Linked DNA regions of Mus musculus: regions 1 and 3 are each linked to region 2. Evidence: chromatin contacts called from public promoter capture Hi-C data. All regions are on one chromosome and are shown on one strand. The core of a region is the stretch at or near the end of the contact, and the rest is flanking DNA. Distances in the headings are between cores, read along the strand shown.

The links. Promoter capture Hi-C pulls out the DNA fragments that hold promoters and counts their contacts. Capture Hi-C pulls out chosen DNA fragments and counts their contacts.
Region 1: a promoter capture Hi-C map of pre-B cells shows a contact between it and region 2, with 2.2 times the contacts expected there. The contact joins the promoter of Fubp1 here to the promoter of Lrriq3 in region 2. A contact is called at or near these places in 2 of 39 promoter capture datasets (liver and pre-B cells), 2 of 115 datasets of contacts at active chromatin or transcription factors (astrocytes and thymic regulatory T cells) and 1 of 9 other capture datasets (adipose tissue).
Region 3: a promoter capture Hi-C map of liver shows a contact between it and region 2, with 4 times the contacts expected there. The contact joins the promoter of 3110067G11Rik here to the promoter of Lrriq3 in region 2. A contact is called at or near these places in 3 of 39 promoter capture datasets (the C10 cell line and liver) and 2 of 9 other capture datasets (adipose tissue and liver).

The regions. Positions count from the first base shown.
Region 1 is chr3:152,209,154-152,211,853 of GRCm38.p6, forward strand. Fubp1 (far upstream element (FUSE) binding protein 1) reads left to right here and starts at 1,269. Exons shown (of 20, transcript NM_057172.4): 1 at 1,269-1,547. The coding sequence starts at 1,440. It also overlaps a transcript of Dnajb4 not described here.
Region 2 is chr3:155,091,999-155,094,698 of GRCm38.p6, forward strand. It overlaps Lrriq3 (leucine-rich repeats and IQ motif containing 3), which reads left to right and starts at 1,436. Exons shown (of 8, transcript NM_028938.2): 1 at 1,436-1,672. Fpgt (fucose-1-phosphate guanylyltransferase) reads right to left here and starts at 1,380. Exons shown (of 4, transcript NM_029330.2): 1 at 1,301-1,380. The coding sequence starts at 1,358.
Region 3 is chr3:152,488,156-152,490,855 of GRCm38.p6, forward strand. It overlaps 3110067G11Rik (RIKEN cDNA 3110067G11 gene), which reads right to left and starts at 1,412. Exons shown (of 1, transcript NR_165813.1): 1 at 1-1,412. All of the region lies in intron 10 of Ak5 (adenylate kinase 5), which reads right to left.

The DNA of each region.
Region 1 (2,700 bases), core at 19-2,518, 2.9 Mb before region 2:
CAATACCTTTACTGTTTTTCTAAATCCACGGACATTCCTAGACATCCATGAACAGGTTAAACAGGTCAAACTGAGCTATCAAATGGCTAAGACAGAGCTGGTTTTAAGAAAATCATGCTGTTTGTATCTGCCAGCACCTGACTTAGTAACTGATAGTGGGTACTGGACACATAGTTTCCGGCTATCGGAAAGCCAAGGGAACATATTTCTCTCATTCTAAGATTGGTGTTAAGAAAAATGCTTCTTAGACTGAGAGGGGGGAAACGTCATACATTAGACAGTCCATTTTGCCTTTTTCTTAGCTAAACTGAGAGCAGGGATCATTGTGGCATACTAAGTATAAACAGAATAAAGGCCCAAGAACCCTCATTCACCGTAGTAATTGCCAGCATTAGGCTAGCATGGCTAAGACACGCTCAGGAATGGTCTGGAGAAACGTGGTTATTGGCATATATGACAAATATTAGAAACTGCCTGCAAAGCCAACTAGTCCAGAAATGAAAATTCAGACCATGACATTGATCTGACTACCCGCAGGGGCGCGGGGGGGGGGGTGGGGAAAACGCAGTAAAGCCGGTTTGTGTCAGGAGCATGACACGTTCGTGACATAAGGGGCACATGGTAAGACTGGCCAAAGACACGCAACGCTAGGTGTCTACATACTGGATGTGCAACACTCACGTTTTTAAAGGACAAAGGGCGGTCATACTTTCACCATCCGCTCGCCCACACTATTTTACATAAGAGACTCAGTAGGCAATCGGCTCGAGAACTAAGGGCCCGGTGGTCTGAGTTCCTCCCCGCTTGTGACCGGCCCGGGTGGAGACATGGGCAGAGGCAGCTCGGCGCCCCGGAGCATGGTGGGCTCCCGCCGCCGGGCCGCAGACGGTTCCGCAGCGTCGCCGCGGACGCCCCGCACGCCCCGTGCGCGCGGCCCTCGGGCTGTGCGGCCGCGCGACACTGTTGCGTGACGTCCCCGCCCGACGACGTCAGGCCCCTTACTACGGAAACACGGAAGGACACTAGCTAGCTCCCTGATCCGCGACGGCCTTTCCAAGTCCCCTACAAGCGCGGGCGGCACACTTCCCGGGCGCCACTGCCTCAGCCGCCGAGGCGAGGGAACAATGGCCCGCACTCGCGCTGCGAGGAGGCGCCCAGAGAGACCCTACTCTCGTGGGAGCCCGGTCAAGTCTCGCGATATTCTTCGCCCGGCGTCCCTTCTCTGTACCCTCCACCCCCTCTTCACCCCCCGCCAATCGCGCGTCAGCGCTGAAACATCGCGGGATTTCCGTCTGCCAGTCTCCGCCCCTTTACGGCACGATGGTCGTGCAAGAATGTGATAGAGCCTCGACGGCCGCCATCTTCTTCCTTTCTTAGCAGTTAACCGAGAGCGGCGCCTCCCTCCGCGAGGAAACGGCAGCGTGTGCTGTAGCGTGGGTATGGCCGACTACTCCACAGTGCCTCCGCCGTCGTCTGGCTCGGCTGGCGGCGGCGGCGGCGGAGTCGTTAACGACGCTTTCAAAGATGCCCTGCAGAGAGCGCGGCAGGTAAGCGTGGACCGACCGCGCGGCGGCTTCCCCTCCCCGACCCCCGAGAGCCGCCGGCGGGGCAGGTCCGGCCCTGCTCGCACTCGCGGCTGCCGCCCGAGGAGATGGCGTCTTCTCACGAGGGGTCCCAGCGGCTCGAGGCCGAGCCCGTTGTCGTGGTCTGAAGCGCCCCCCCCTCCCACGCGCTCTCCCCGAGCGTGGCCTCCACTTCCGCCCCGCGCGCGCGGCCTCGCCGCCCCGTGCGCCCTGCCTGCCCCGGCTCCCTCGGCTCCGGTTCCGCCCGACCCAGGCGCGTGGAAGGTTCTGGGCGCTCAGGTCACGGCGAGGGCAAGCCAGGGAGGGCCGGCTGCCTGGCTAGCGGTCCCCGCCGCTTCCCGCGCCGCCGAGCTCTCCACCCTCGCCGTAATTAGCCTAACGTTCCCCGCGGCGTTCACCAGCGAGGCTCTCCCCGGGGCGGGATCTGCGTGCGATCCACCAATCCTTTCCCCAGCTCCAAATGGCCCCGGGCCCTTTCTTCCCCAGCCTTGAGTTTGAATCTGCCTCTCTCTTCCCAAGTCGAAGCCTCCAACCTCTTTGTGCTACGTAGGGACGTACTGTTGCCTCGAATGGCAACCATTTTCCCAGATGAAAAGGGTTGGATAGATAAGAGTCCTTGCATTTGACACCCCCCCCCCAATAACCTGAACGTCAATGTCTTCAAGTAGCCCCCGCCCCCGACTTCTTTGTAGCTTAAAAATGTATAATGTTGCCTTGCCGGGTGGGGTGGTGCTCGACTTTAGTCCCAGCACTCGAGAGACAGAGCCTGGCAGGTCTCTTGAGTTTGAGGCCAGTCAAAACGGCCAAGAGGGACCTGTCTCAAAAAAAAAAGTATGTTATGGAATTTGCCTGTAAGGTAAAATAAACCCTTATGGCTCTGTTGTAGTTGCTAGACATGAGCAGGTTTTTAAAGCCAGCTTTGACTATACTGGAAACTTCCTTCAGGACCGAAAGATTACCGACTCAATCAAGGTTTATCAAGTCTACCATAATACAGCAAGCACACTTATCTAGTGCATAGATACTGAAAAAATATATTTATTCATACAGAGGGATTCCATGAGCAATGTGGTTGGTGTACATAGAAGTCAGAGGACAACTTGTGGGAGTTGATTCT
Region 2 (2,700 bases), core at 186-2,685:
GTTTGACAGGGTTGAGACAGGCTAGTTCAAAGGTAGTAAGCTATTGCAAGTGATTGTTCACATTCAGTTACAGATTGAAGTTCTATTCTATACTTCCCCCCTTCTCACTAATGCACTTGACTAGAGATAGAGGAAGGCAAAGCCTACCTAACCCAGAACTCCTCTAATGTGCTTGAAATTGGTCCTGCGAGTTCACTTCAGGGTCTCTCTATCTTGGCAATGGGAGACCCAGAAGGCTGGACTTCTGCAGAATAAATACTCTTTGTGTTTACATACTGTTGGAATCTGGGGCATCATTCTTTGGTGACTCATTCTTCAGTGAATCATGGACTCTTCCACTACTTGACAGATTGGCTCTGAACTCATATTTATTTTCTATCTATCTACCACACGACCGATCGATCTACCTATTATCTATCTGTCTATCAATTATCATCGTCTATTTGTCTGTGCAATCCAGGTAGGTCTTGAACCTCGTTCCTACTGCCTTAGCGTCTCAAGTAGATGACAGTACAGACTTGCGACACCAGTCCTAGCTTCTAATATTTTTATTAACGATGATCAAACTACACTTTATATAAGCAATCAGAATACAACACAAACCCCAGGACTAAACTTCTCAATGAACTCATTAAATGACAAATTGCACTTTCAAGAATCAGTGGAACCCTCTAATCAGCAAAAATATTAATAAGGTTTTTAACAAGTTGAGAGAGAATGAGAGGGAGGGGAAAGATAAAGAGGGAGGGAGGGACTGAGATAAGAAGGAGGAATAGGTAGGAAAGGAGGGGGAAGGGGAGGGAGAAGGAGAGGAGAGAGACAGACATGTTAGCTTGGATTTAATAGTTCCAATCATTCTGGTATCCAAATATAAGACCGTACATTTTAGGCACTCATAAATATCAATTTTACCAGACAGCTGTACCCCAAACTTACATTATCAAATTTAAAGCCATGATTGCCTCCGTATTGGGGTTTACATTGGAATAAAGTGGAGTTAAGCAGCGGGGCTTGGGAAAAGAAAAGAAACAAGGTAACGACTACTGCAGACTCTAAGCAAAAGGTCTTCTACCACTGAGTTAAGCCAGTGTTACTTCCCGTTGGTAATTCTCTTACTGCTCCTTCCTGACATCTAAGTTTAGGCTCGCACAGAGAGGAGGAAAAGGGAAAAAGGGAAAAGTCTGGCTGGCCTGGCCAGGACGGAGCGGACAGGAAGGGGTATCGGACAGGAAGCTGCGCGGGGTCCTTGGGAAGGCGCTCTCCGTGCAGGGGGGCAGAGAACTCAGTTCCGCCTTGGTACCTCTCAGCTCAGAAAATCTGCGCAGTTTCCGCAGGGTGGCTTCGCGGAGAGACGCCATGGCCGACTTCCGGGAGCACACTTAGCACGCACGCGCACTCCAAACCCCGCCCCGCCCCGCCCCGCCCCGCCTCCTCCATGCTCTCCACGTCACCGCGGCCCTGGAAGCGCCCTGAGACTTGAAAAGCTAGGATGGCGTGAGCGTGCGCAAGCGGCGTTTCCTGGGCAACGATCTGTGGGGCAGATGGGCGGGCACCTAGCGGGGTCGGGTTGTGCGGAGCTCTGGGTTCCTGCCTTACCGTGTCTGACAACCCGCGGTGCGACCGAGAAGACCAACCCACCCACCATTAGTGGATCCACCACCCAGATGCTGAGGTGACCTGCCCGCACGGAGCTCCTATTCCTGTCAGAAGCCTCCCAGGGAGGCCAGGCCCCTGAACCAGAGAGAGGCTCGGCTCTGTGGGATGCTTTCTGGTGGGCCAGACTACTCTGCACCCTTCAGTTGTCCAACTTCCCAGGCCCAGTACTGAACTAGCGCCTTTAGCCAGCACTGCACACTCTGTTGTGTTCACTTGCTTCAAGGAGATTCAACCAAAGGTGCCAGATATTGGAAAGAACCAGTCTTACTTAATACACTTTCATAGAGTGGTTATATGTGTTTCTCTTGTAGAGTGCATAAGTTTATATCGAGTACTACAGGTTGATCTCTTTAATCTTTCACATAGTACATAGAGAGGAACGCTATTTGAGGAAGCCATTTCAGTCTGAAACCCAGAAATCTTACCACTACAATTTGACTTGAGAAGCTTCTCTTCTTTAAAATCTAACTCAGAATTCTGCATAGCAGCTCCCTATGAACTTTTAAGTTTCTGAGTAAGCTTAGTTTTTCACTTAAAGCCTTGACCTCAGCATTTAATTCTGTATTTAAAGTGGACACATTTGTGGGGAGGAGATAACTGTTTCACAATACACTCCGGCTGAAGGAAATTAAGAAAATACAGAAAGGCCCGATAGATAATAACAGCAATAGCAGTCAGAGCTTGTAATTTATAGTCTTGAGTGAACTGGAGTCATCCCAGGTTTTTGGTGACCTGCCTTATGTTTAAAGGGCACAGACACACTGAAGTATGTTGGTGGGTATGGCAAGAATATAAGCAGAGCTTTATTTGGAGTCTACTAAAGTAACACAAACAGGAAAGATTTGGTGGAAATTTAAAAGATAATAATGGGAGATGGAGAGAAATTGCTTAGATTATAGAAACACTTAACCAACAACACCTGTCCAATAAATAAGTGTGGATTGTGAGAGAAATTACTAAAAGATGCTGAAAGTGGATGACATGACATTTAAATGAGCTGAGGAAAGGTATGTATGGGGAAGCATAGTGAAGTCATAAGAGAAG
Region 3 (2,700 bases), core at 162-2,661, 2.6 Mb before region 2:
TCTTTCTTTCTCAAAATCTATCCATTCCTACCCTTGAAATCCTTCTCTTTAAATGGAAGTGGTCTCAGCCCAGAGTTCATGTTTTTGTGACTGAATGACTCCTTTCAGAGAAAAGCTATTTTGCTTCTTAACTGTGAGTCTGAGCCACCCAGGGCCCACAAGTCACTTGTCACCTCCTACAGCCACCATGAGGCTTTGCTAAGCTGAGGGTCAATGTGTTCAATGCTCTGCAGCCTGGAGTGACTAAGAAATTATCTATTTACGCTAGTCAACATTTCTACAAGCTCTGAAAGCCTCTGACAGGCATTTGGGTGAAACATGCCAGTGACAGGGTCAGCTGTGGGTCATGTAAGACTTTAGATTGGGCTGAGACCCAGAGAGTAACAGGCCTGCTTCCTTATTATCAGGGCCTAGAATCTAGGAGGTACCGGGCAACTGCTGGGCCAATGACTGGGTGATGAGCGTTCCGTGAGGCAGTCCTGTACACAGCACAAGGACTCGTTGCTTTGGACCTGCTAAGTGGTTGGGAGAGCATTGACTGATCTCTTTTCTGAGGTCACAAAGTTCCTACATCCTGGCTCTAATTAAGTTGTTGACGTGATCACACAAGCTAAGTAAATCAGACAGCTCTGACCTCTATAACGCGCTAAGGGTCCCTTTACCTCCATGGCCTGGTTCCTTAACTGGATTCCACAAAGGGGTCCCTACTTTGGGTGTGTTACACCATAGTCACCTAGCCTTCCTTTCACTGTGCTCCCGTCCATGGAAGGATTCTAATCCTGACATGTTAAAAGTTAGGTCTGGAATATTCTCTAAAGGCTCATTCATGAGGTGAAGGCTTGAGCCGTCAGCCTGGCACTGTGGAAGGTAGTAGGGAGTTTAAGAGGTGGGACTTAGCAGTAGACTTGAGGTCTTTGGGATGTGTGCCCTGAAGGTGACTGCAATGCTGGCTCACTCATTTTCTATTTCATGACATGGTCATGAGGTGAGAAGTCCTGTCTGGTCATGTGATCTCACCATGGCATTCCAGGCAGGCACTCCACTAATGATTCGCAGCCATAAACTACTTCTAGAGCTCTGTTCAGTCAGTATTTGGCTGCCTGGGTTTTCTCTTTACTGTGGAACTGGCACAATCTTGGTTGGCAGGGGCTCCATCAGCACGGTTACTGCAGTGAACGAAGAGACTTAGGATGGGGGAAAAATCCCAGACCAGAAAAAAATATCTATGAATGTCTACAGCTGACACTGGAAGACTTGAAAGTTTAGAAGATTCCCCAAGAAAAGGGGGCAGTAATTTGCAATGCATCTTGAAATGTATAGAAAAAAATGGGGGTCTGATAGACAGAGCTGTGAGAAAACAAGACCTGGCAAAATGCTAACCACAGAACTTAGTTGACAGATACACAATGCTCACCATAAAAATGCTCCCAGCTTTGTTGGAAGTTTGAAAATTCTCATTATTAAAAAAGAAAAAAAAAAGGAAGGAAGGAAGGAAGGAAGGGAGGAAGGGAGAGAGAGGGAGAGAGAGATAGAGAGAGAGAGAAAAAAGAAAGAGAGAGAAAGAGAAAGAAAGGAAGGAAGGAAGGAAGGAAGGAAGGAAGGAAGGAAGGGAGGAAGGAAGGAAGGAAGGAAGGAAGGTAGGTCGGTCTTTAAAAGATCCCCCAGGTGACTGTGGGCTGTGCCTGCCTGAGAGCTTGCTTTTCTGGAGGACCGGAGCAAGAAAAGGTTTGCCCTGGAGCTGGCGGCAGCCCAGAGAGGCTTGCTCATCTCTCTCTTCTTAATTACAGTGTAATAATGCTGAGATAAAGGCCATGGTGAACAAGTAACTGCTGTGATAGCTAATAAAGTCCTCATCCCCTTACCGAAGGCTCGGCCGTTCCTCTCACAGCAGATGGGAGGAACTGCTAGTGTTCTCTGTCAAGCTGGTGGGAAGAAAGTAAGACTGGGGGTTCAGAGATGAAATATGCCTGAGAGTCCCTGCATGCCATCCTGAAGAAAGTCCCCATTTTCCCAGGTTTATTGGCTTGCTGTGTTATCTAATACATGTCTGCTTTGTTTGAAATAGGGCCTGCAATGTTTGTAGCAGCCTTAGAAACAGAAGCTCTCTACAATAGAGAACACTATGCCAAGAGGCACAGGTGCCCTGGTACTGCTCCGACCCCCACCTGTAAGGCCCTCTGGCCCTCCCTGCTGGAGTGAGGCAGACTTGGAATTCAGACAAACATCACATATTCTATCAGCCAGTGGTCACAGGGAGCCAGGTGAAAACTGTAGCCCCACAGGTTTGCCATCAGAAACATCCAAGAAAGTATGCTTGTATGACAGCAAACATGAGTCACTATTTAAAACTCTGTTTAATGAAGAGCTTCATTATTTTATGTGCTAAATTGGGGCACAGGATCTGGCCCAAATGTCAGCTAGCAGAGACTTTTAAAACACTGTTTACTCTCTGTCCTGAGAAATCTGAGATTGTGCAATTCAGCCCAAACCAACCACAGCCATAGACATAGTCGTGATATATCTCATTAAAACAGAACACTCAAGGGGGACGTACACGCTATTGAACACATACAACAAACAGACAGAACCCCAGAAATGGAGGCACTCGTTGTGATAAGTCTGGTAGTCTCTTCATGCTGCAGGGTTCACCACGATGTTGACCACAGTCAGCTGTTAGTATGGGTTCAGGTCAAACTGGAC